Regions from separate parts of the Zea mays genome. Here all the other regions are linked to region 2. The links are chromatin contacts, called in public Hi-C maps. All regions are on one chromosome and are shown on one strand. Each heading gives the region's core, a stretch centred on a gene start, on an enhancer-like site or on the middle of the called end of the contact. The rest is flanking DNA. Distances are from core to core; before and after follow the strand shown. Region 1 holds the start of LOC542001 (legumain-like protease). Region 2 holds the start of LOC103637334. Region 3 holds the start of LOC100193312.

What was found. Hi-C and Micro-C count contacts between places; a contact is called where the count stands out from the background.
Region 1: a contact with region 2 is called in a Hi-C map of endosperm, with 2.8 times the contacts expected there. The contact joins the promoter of LOC542001 here to the promoter of LOC103637334 in region 2. A contact is called at or near these places in 2 of 25 Hi-C or Micro-C datasets (bundle sheath and endosperm).
Region 3: a contact with region 2 is called in a Hi-C map of ear, with 2.3 times the contacts expected there. The contact joins the promoter of LOC100193312 here to the promoter of LOC103637334 in region 2. A contact is called at or near these places in 4 of 25 Hi-C or Micro-C datasets (bundle sheath, ear, endosperm and 1 more).

The regions. Positions count from the first base shown.
Region 1 is chr8:141,379,884-141,383,094 of Zm-B73-REFERENCE-NAM-5.0, reverse strand. LOC542001 (legumain-like protease) reads right to left here and starts at 1,830. Exons shown (of 9, transcript NM_001254787.1): 1 at 1,600-1,830. The coding sequence starts at 1,800.
Region 2 is chr8:140,901,988-140,905,418 of Zm-B73-REFERENCE-NAM-5.0, reverse strand. LOC103637334 reads right to left here and starts at 1,336. Exons shown (of 3, transcript XM_008659553.4): 1 at 779-1,336. The coding sequence starts at 984.
Region 3 is chr8:141,162,477-141,165,526 of Zm-B73-REFERENCE-NAM-5.0, reverse strand. LOC100193312 reads right to left here and starts at 1,438. Exons shown (of 7, transcript NM_001346832.1): 1 at 1,275-1,438; 2 at 1,103-1,164; 3 at 888-971; 4 at 484-538. The coding sequence starts at 1,362. LOC100278489 reads right to left here. Exons shown (of 4, transcript NM_001151751.2): 4 at 2,973-3,050.

The DNA.
Region 1 (3,211 bases), core at 581-3,080, 480 kb before region 2:
CACCGACCGGGGGCCTCTGCCCACGGCCGAGCAAGAGGAGGGTTTCTCCCTTCTAATTCTTGCCTGCTTTATTTCTCATCCATTGATTACATAAATAGGCCGGTTGACTGCCCCTATCTAGCTAGAGATTCTTATCTCCTAAAAACTCTAAATAAACTACTAACTGATAACCTTCCTAGATAATCTCAACTAATCTCCTAAATAATCTCAACTAATCTTCTAATCTTATCTCTAACTATCCTTATTTAATCCCCCTTGAGGGCCCATGGCTGCTGCTACCGCAGCCCCTCCGTGGGCCTCCTTAGGCCCTGACAACTACTCTCTCCGTCTCAACTTTACTAGAAAATGATTAAACTTAAGATAATTCAACTTCGGAGGATTCTAGAAATGGATTTATTTTGGGATGGAGGCCGTAATTTTAAACTTAAGATAATTTAACTTTATCAGTGAAAACAGTAATCAAATGAAGGGAGGAAAATCACACGCTAACGATACAAGGAAAATGAATGATGCGCATACAATCAGAAATCCAGCACATGGCAAAAAGAGCTTGTCTAAGCCTCTAACAAAAGGTACTTCTATATACTACTCTCTCTCCGTCTCAGATTTAATAAAGACAAAATATTTTAGGTTAGCCAACTTTATTAGGAAATGATTAAACTTAAGATTATTTAGCTTTAGAGGATTTTAGAAAGTGATTTATTTTGAGACGGATGCAGTAGTGGTTAGCCTTTCTTTGTTAATAAAAAGAGTAGGCAAATGATGAATGATGCTCATACATCAGAAATCAAGCAAATAGTAAGAACAGTATTTTGATGTACTATTTGTCCACTTAATATGAATATTTAAATTGTCGTGTCTCTAGGCAGGCCGCAGGTATACAATATTGGCACCATAGATTTGGCCTTATCGGTGAGTGCTGATCCCCTGCTGCCCGCTACACTGAGAGCTTGGTTTAGTGGACAGAGAAATGGAGGGAATTTATGGGGAGGGATCTTCTTGTTATTCAAAATTTAATAGCAAGATAAACCTTTCCTATAGATCTTTTCATTTTCCTATCCACCAAGCCCGCCCTGATGGTGACGTGTAGGCCCCTAAACGTCAGAGAAGTTTCGTCACCTACCTCACCTTCAGTTTCCCATCTCGAGAAAACGGTAAGCCAAGAACAAGAGAACCGAATCTAGTTCATACGTTCCATATTACTACTATTATCGGGCGGTGCAGGTGGTGGGATGGACAAAAACTTAAAGTTTTGCTTTATTAAATTCCTGGGCCGGCTTGAAAGCGCTACGGCAGTGCTCCCTCCCGTCACGGAACGGGCATGGTAAAATAATCTTTGTAGCTTTAACTTTAATTGGGGACGATTAGCTGTCATATCAAGTGTTAAATTCGTAGAAACCAAATAGTATATTGGGCATGGTCGGAATCAGGTTCTACAGGTTGCCCGCATAGACGATTTCAAAGGCACAATCATGAGCAAGGAAACCAAATTGCGCGAACGGAAGGGAATCGAGTAAGCAGCCAAGCGGATGATGCAGCATGTGCGGCGCGAGACCCTGTTCGATTTACGGAGAGGAGCGGAACGGGGCCGCCGCGGACCTGGTGGCGGTAGTTGTAGTAGCCGCTGGAGCCGGCGATGAGCACAGCCCAGCGGGTCCCGACGTCGCCGTCGTCCGTTTCGTCGGCCGCCGCGGCGCGCTGCGACGGCAGGCGGATGGCCGGCTCGAGGCGTGGGCGCGCCCACGCGGAGGAGAGGCAGACGGAGAGTAGCAGCGAGAGGCGGAGGCGAGCGGCCACCATTTGCGTGGGAGGGAGGGAGGGAAGGAAGCGAGAGTGGAACTGGGAGTCGGTTGGGAAGAAGTCAAGATCAAGAAGGGGTTTTGGTTGGGGTCCGGGAGGAGGAAAGCATCCAACGTCTCCTTTTATCGTGGGCCGTAGTGTTCGCGTTGGGCCCACGAAGTGGGGCCCGGCGGGAGGTGACGCTTCGTATCCAAATGCACTCTCTTATTTTTAGTGGCTCTACGTCTACGAATTTGAAACCGAACATTTGGATGATACATGTGGTCATGGCTACCGACCGTCATGTGTAACTGGTGTCTCATAACCAACATGGACAGCTATTTTGGATTTTGGTTGCTATACACTATACAGCCTACATTTCTGTTGTTTCGTTTGCCGTTCGGCACTTGTCAAAGCAGCCATTTTGTTATCTGCAGTCAAGGCAGTCATATCTGGCTTCTCATTATATATATATATATATATATATATATATATATATATATATATATATATATATATATATATATATATATATATAAAGTAGTTAGATCAGGCCTGATAGAAAGCTGGATGAAAAATTGAAGTGGCAAAAAGAGAGAGAACTGGGTTTCGTTTGTTCGTCCTAGATTTGTTGGTTACACCCATTCCACGGTCGTCCTTGTGGTGTGAGTTGTGAGTTCCGTTATGTGCATACCTGCCTGCCGCCCTACCCTACGCCAGACGGGCGAGTGGGCCTCTCTCTCTGCTCCGTGGACTGACGAGGACCACCAGCGGCACACAAGGGGTCCAGCCCAGCCCAGGACTCTGGCCTGTGGCCGCTGCTGCACAGCCCGTACGGATCATCGGAGTCTACCTACCGCCAGTTACTGCCTACAGCAACGTCCTCTGTATCTATCCTCTATATCCGTCATTTACAGTCTTCTCTAAATAATTTTATCTTCTATATCTCCTCCCCCTCCAACAACGTTCTCTAAATCACGTCCTCTATATGCAAATACCTATATTAGAGACATTTTTTATTTTTTTATTTTTATACCTACGTATTTGTCATACTCTTAAATGTATTGTACATGTTTTAGTTTTGCTAAACCGGTTATTTAAAGTATTCAAATGGATAGAGAACTGTTTAGAGAAACTCTATATATAGAGAATCCAGCAGCGTTCTCTAAATTTAGAGGACCGTTTAGAGGACGTTGCTTGTCGGCGTTTCGACCCCGGGGGGTCCCTGGACCGACGAGTAAATTGTCGCTGTGTGTCCCAGCCCAGATGGGTCGGCGCGAGACGGAGCACAAAGTGGGGAAAAACAGCAAAAGGGGAACTCGCGGCCTCCGTGTTGTCCTGCGCCCAGGTCGGGTGCGCTTGCAGTAGGGGGTTACAAGCGTTCACGAGGGAGAGAGAGAGAAAGAGAGAGACTGTCCGCCAGCCCGTTCTC
Region 2 (3,431 bases), core at 87-2,586:
AAAACATGCATACAACTTCAAATGATCAGCTCACCAGAATGAATAAAAATTTCAAATCCAACTTCATATAGGGTAATATTTTCTTAGTATTAGCACAATTTCTAAACTACAGAAAGACTTGGAGAGTATGTTCCTAGATCAAACATACACCAAAAAAATAGACAAGTCTCTGTGCATGCAATTTTAATCTATGTCTTAGCTTTAAGAAATGCATGAATTTGTTTGCCGCCCCCCCCCCCCCCCCCCCCCCCCCAACAAAAAAAACATGCATAGAAACGTAAGCTTCTCCTTATCACCTAAGGGTTACTTATGATACCTATATTACTCTCTAGGTTCAGGCAACAGGGGGCTGAGAGATACGTTCAATTGATGCTGCCACCATGTGTAACAAGAACAACATCTAGAGGTAAGGGTAAGCACCCCTATTTAGATATGGATGCAAACATCCAAAAAAAACATATATATTTCAGTGATAATAATTAGATTGAGTTAGCTATACACTTCCGAGGCCCTAAGATCAATCCAGCATACATAGTACCCTCCTTTTTGAATTTCTCAATTTCTCATTGTACCTAAATCAAAAGTTTCACCCAAAAAACGGTTCCTTGCTTGACTTGAGAGTGAACACAACATGAGAGAGTTATGCAATGACCATTAGACCAAGGAGAAAAAGTAGCGGCAACAGATCATCAGAAGCCAGAAGAATCAACGCATGAACAAGGAGCATAACAAATTGATTACAGAGAGCAACAGGGGTAGAGCGAGGGTTTGTACGGACATGCTGCCGTCTGGGCGGCCGAGGAGCTTGATAGGTGTGCCGGCAGAGCGCGGCGGGATGACGATGTTCTCGGGAAGCTCGCCCATGCCGAGGATCCGGCCAGGCCACCAGGATCCGTTACGGCGGCGCACCCAGACGAGCGCTCCGACCTCGGCGTCCGGCCCCGTCACGCCGCCGGGCCACTCCTCTCCCGCGCAGCTCCCCATCACCCTGTATGTATGCAACCCCTATCTCACCACCACCACCACCACCACCACCACCATCGCCTCTCCTCTCGCTCCTCCCCCAACTAAAGTCAATAAACCTCCTTTTTCTTGTCCAAGAGATCAGGAAGAGCCTTAGGAACCGAGAAACGGCTTGTAGGAGATGGCTCTGCGAGCCCGGGTAGCGGCGACGGCTGCCTCCTGGAGGCGGTGGTTCTCAGTGTGCAGGTGGGGAGAAGAGGTGGAAGGAGCGGAGGGGGCAGGGTCCCGGGAAGGAGGAAGAAGGGATTGGGGGCACAGGGGTGTGCGTTGGGCCGTTTTGGGTGCTCACGATGGAGCAAATGGGCTCCGAGAGGACCCAAAGCCCATTTTCAAAGACAGTATCAGTACGTCACGGTTAGAATGAAAACAGACAGAAACGGTATAGAAAATCTCTCACGTTTTCGTTACCATATTTTTTTATCGAAAACGGGAGCGAGGACAGTTTAGCCGAAAACGAAAACGGTTACAGGATATACAGTTACACAAAACAGATTAAAACGAATGGATATGCAACAAAAACTCTAAATCTAAACTTTGTTCATCAACATTCTTCAATAATCGACCCTAAACTTGTGGATACATAAGATAAGACGGAATATCATGTACAGTTGTAACATGTTAATATAATAGCATCAAATATTACGCAAGCATGCCATAGAGGTTACGACTAAGCTAGTATTTTTTTGTATTTTTATTTTTTTGCTACCTAAAACGGGATTCTGAAAATGGGGAACACGGGAATATCCCAGTAAAAAGTGGATTTCGGAAATACTGTCGGAAAAACACTGAATCGGTTTCGTTCCCGTTCCCGCAATATGCCATCCTGTTTCCATCACGTTTCTGTTTTTCCCGATGAAAATTATCCGAATAAAAATGGAACACGGTACCAGATGAACCAGGATTTTTCCTATTCGTTTTCATCTCTGATCACGGTGGAAAAAGTCTACGTGACCTTCTTCGGCTCTGCGACTCCAATTTACCTCCTCAGTTATAAAACCGTATGATGTCTGATTTAGCGATTTAGCGTCTTACGCTCATTTAGATAAAGACTTGTGTTTGGTTGTAATGACAAGACGGGACGAGATAGGATGATCTTTTAGATAAGGCTATTTGGTTGAGGATCAGGATTTGGAACACGACCATCTCAGTCTGTTCCCGGTTGTCCGTCAAAATTGAATAGACGAGAGAGGACGACAAGGGACATAGCTGTCCCTAACTGTTCCAGCTGTCCCACAACCTAATACACTATAAAATTTTATCCCATCATATTAGATATTTGAACATTAGTTACAAATATTAATTATAATCTAATTACAAAATCAATTATAAAAGTAAGGACTAAACGATAAGACGAGTCTATTAAACTTAACAAATTCATGATTGACTCATACAATGCTACAACAAAAACATTCGTTAATTATGTGTTAATTAGGTTTAATAAATTAACTATATAATTAGTTTTGTAATTAGAAATACTCGTAATTGGTATGACGTGTACTGAACTTTGGTCAGGTAACCAAATACCCCCTTACTCAACAACTGCGACGCTACATTAGCCATTCTATGTAGCACTACATCAACTATGAGCCCAAAAATGATAAATTGAACTTTCATGATACTATAGGAAGATCAAATGTACTTTATAAAAGAATCGTAAAAATATTAATATTACAATATTTTTATAAAATAAATATACATTTAAAATATATATTTATTATTTAAATATTAGTAAAAATGTATCTATATTGAGCTAGGAAAACTGGACTTTTTATCTTTGTACGTAGAATCGTGCTCTATGTTGAGCTAGGAAAGAATGATTTTAGAAAATACTAGCAAAGTGTTCAACACGTAGTTATAATTTCTATTTATTCTTAAGTATAAAATATAAAACAAAACTAAATTTGTATTATATTGGTTGTTAGTTAGATGAGTGTGAATGTGGGTTTAGAGTCAACAAACATGACTTGAATTTCTATTTATGCATAATTTTAGTATTTTTACTATTTAAATGTAGAAATGTAGGAGAACACAACATCGGTGGAAAACGAATCAAAAAAACTAGTGATTTAGGCCCTATTTGGAACAGCTCCAGCTCTAGTAAATTTAGTGAGTTGGTATAATAAGTCATTAGGTGCTTCAGAAAATCATGGAGCTGAAGCTGTAAGCCTTTAGAAGACATTAACATAAGTCATTTTATTTATTATTTAAATTAAATATATTTTTAAAAACTATTTAAATTGATATTATAAACTACGCTCCACAACCGAGCTAAAAACTGGAGTCATCCTAAACACTCTATTAATATAGCATAAAGTCCAGTATTTCAAGCCTGTCCAAACTACCATCTGCTCGACCACGTGCTCTCGACGTGTGCGTAGACCTACGATGACGATGATGGACGACAAAGC
Region 3 (3,050 bases), core at 189-2,688, 260 kb before region 2:
GGAATAAGTTATTAACAACCAGGTGCTGGTAAGTCACCAGTATCATTTTTTCCCAGCCTCTTTCAGACTCCTAAGTTACAGCTATCAACTAACAGCAATTAGGATACTGATAAAATCGTAATCATGAACATTTGCTGAGAGTAAACGGCCCTTTCATGCAAATGATCAGGGAAGTCTTGAAAGAACTAAGATAAGGATACAGCATTGTGAATAACATGGTGCATGCACACACAAATATGCTAAGTAGATCCCTATATGAGCATCAATATTGTACAGTACAATGAATATGTGGTTTATAAAGACATCTTCTGATAATATTGAGAAGCTAACAATTGTTTTAGGTGGCCAATAAAATTGTAAGTACTAAGTAAGCACCGTAGTTAAACAACAACCAGATCCAAAATAATTCAGTTAGAAGCATCAACACATGATTTGTTTACAACTTTGCAAACTCAAACTAAATAGTTGAAGGAGATACCAAACCTGCAATTATGACCATTGGTGCAGGCAAATCTTCCATGAAGTAAGCATGGTACCGCTGTTAATTTGAGAAGCACAGTTTAAGGCAAATCGATTAACTACACCAATAAGAAAAACTTGATTCTTCCTATAATAATGATTCTTCCTAGTGCCAAGCATACATCAGTGACTAACTATTTCCAATATTGCAAGCATTTTAGTTATCAGGAAGCTTTCAAGAAAGCGTAAGTATACAAGACAAAATAACATGATATTATGGTCCAAATCCAATGTAAAAGGAACTCACTGTGTGGTGCCTGAATGAACTTGGGGCCTCAATTAATGGCAGGTGTAATCAACAATTGGGCATAAAACATGACCATAAACGTCATAAACAGAAGAATAGTTGTCAGGAGTAAGAAACCAACCAGCTCCCAGGGAGACCAAGCATGATGGAAACTGGAGTAGACAAGGAAGGCCACGTAACCTAGGAGGAACCCCGCGAAGACGCGCTGCACAAAACAGTAGGTGATGTGAGCACTAAATCAACAAATCTAGACACAAACCAGAGCCCTGCGCCCACGGAAGGTCTCTCCTCCAGTTCTCCCATAACGCCGGAAAGAATCGGGAATCTGAAACGCACCCTCCAACGGCGGCCTTGCTGCGCCTGCTTAGCCTCCAGAGACCGGACCAGCTCTTCTTGCTCTGCAAAACGAATTGCCGCAGCAACAATTAATCGATTTCGTGGCGTCAGCAGCGTCTAAAACCCGATGGGCAGGGGAACGGGGAGGTGGGCGCGTGAAATTGCATCGTACCTTGGGTGTCCATGGGGACGAGGTCGTCTGGGTCATCGTCGCCGCCGTCGTGCCGCCTCCACCACCGCCTAGTCGCGGTCGTCGCCATCCTCGCTTCTGAATTTCGGATCTCACGAGGCCGGGCACTAGGCTCCGTGCCGAGAGAGACGACGCTTCGACCTTTCTTCCTTGCGCTCGCTGTTTGGTTGGGTGACTTATTGCGAAATGGAAAATATATAACCGGTGCATTGATGGAAATATATAATATCACGATAATTTATATACAAAATATAGTATACTATTATAAAAAAAGTTTTTATAATCCATTTTGATTCCGTTATACATAAATTTTGTTATTTTAATCTAGTCATTTCACCACTACATTGCAATTATCAGTATCATACAGACTTCAATACCCCACATATATCGGAAGAAGTTCTCTCGTACATCGTTAGTTATCAGGCACGCACCACCGTACGCGCTTGCTTAAAAAAAGGCAAGTGTGTGTTTGCGAAGAGAATTGAATGGGGACCGGCATAAAAGCTACATGGACGGTGGCGAGGATGACGAACTGGTCATTGTTGTTTGTCCTCCTCTGCGTCACCTCCGGCGCCGATATAACGCCACAATCCTTGATATAGTAGTCGTCGAGCACGTGCAACATGGCGAGTCCCGATGACTCATGGCTGGGCTGCCAGACGAAGTGCACCCCGGGCTCATCAGCGAGTTAGTACATCTGGTCGTTGCACCACCGGATGCGCTACTTCTCTGCATACATCATGTTCGAGGACACTCACACAACGTTAGCAATGGTGGTCGTCCCAGCACACAAGAATTCATGGTCGGTCAGTAGCGACTTATATGGCAGGTTGAGCTTCAGGTGGGCGATAAGCTGGACGGTGTGATGGTGTTGTCGTCAGATGCGGTACCCAGAACAATTCGAGAGTCGCCGACATTGGCGACGACCATGAGGTCCCCCTACTTGACGATGGACAATGCGGTGCAGAACGAAGTCGTTCTATTTTTTGTTTGTTTGAAGAGTGGAATAGAGCGAAGCCGCTCCATTTTTTATTGGGTTAAAGAATCATATGAGTGTGAAGTGAAAGGGAGCGTTTGCGCCTAGGCATTTTGGTGGAACGGATCATCCTAACTATTTATGATATATTCGCATATGAAGACTACAAGAACCACTCTGCTCCTCTTTCATTGGAAATAAAACATCCAGAAAATAAAAATAGAGCTACTCCATTCTACTTCACTCAATCAAACATATCCTTAGTATATGTCCAATCATTTATATAATTCGCATTCTTCGGGCAGTTTGGATCAAAGGAGCTAAACTAAACTAACTAAATTTTAGCTCCTTGTGAGCTAAGAGAAACTAAAATGAAAACAAAAAAAACTTTTGGTCAATTTTAACTTTTTCTATTCGGACCTTTACCTCCTAAAGTAACTAACCTGAAGTGACTAAACTTTGCTTTAGCTCCTTAGCTTGAGCATTGATATACTTCGTTTTATTTCCTGAGACTACGTAAAAGGTTACTCAGGATGGATAGGCTTGCAACTTGAAAAATGCATGCCATTGACATTTTTACCCTACCAAGGCCAGAGCCAACACTAAACTAACTACAATGCTACAGTGCTAAATTCAAAGCCACACTATTATTTCTTCCTCGATAGTGTGGTAAAAAACGATGAACACACTATACACCCAAAACTCGTTTAACCATGATTTCCATTGACCACTGAATTCAGGCCCAACAATGGTTTCACCGAACGCAACAAAATCTCCATCGC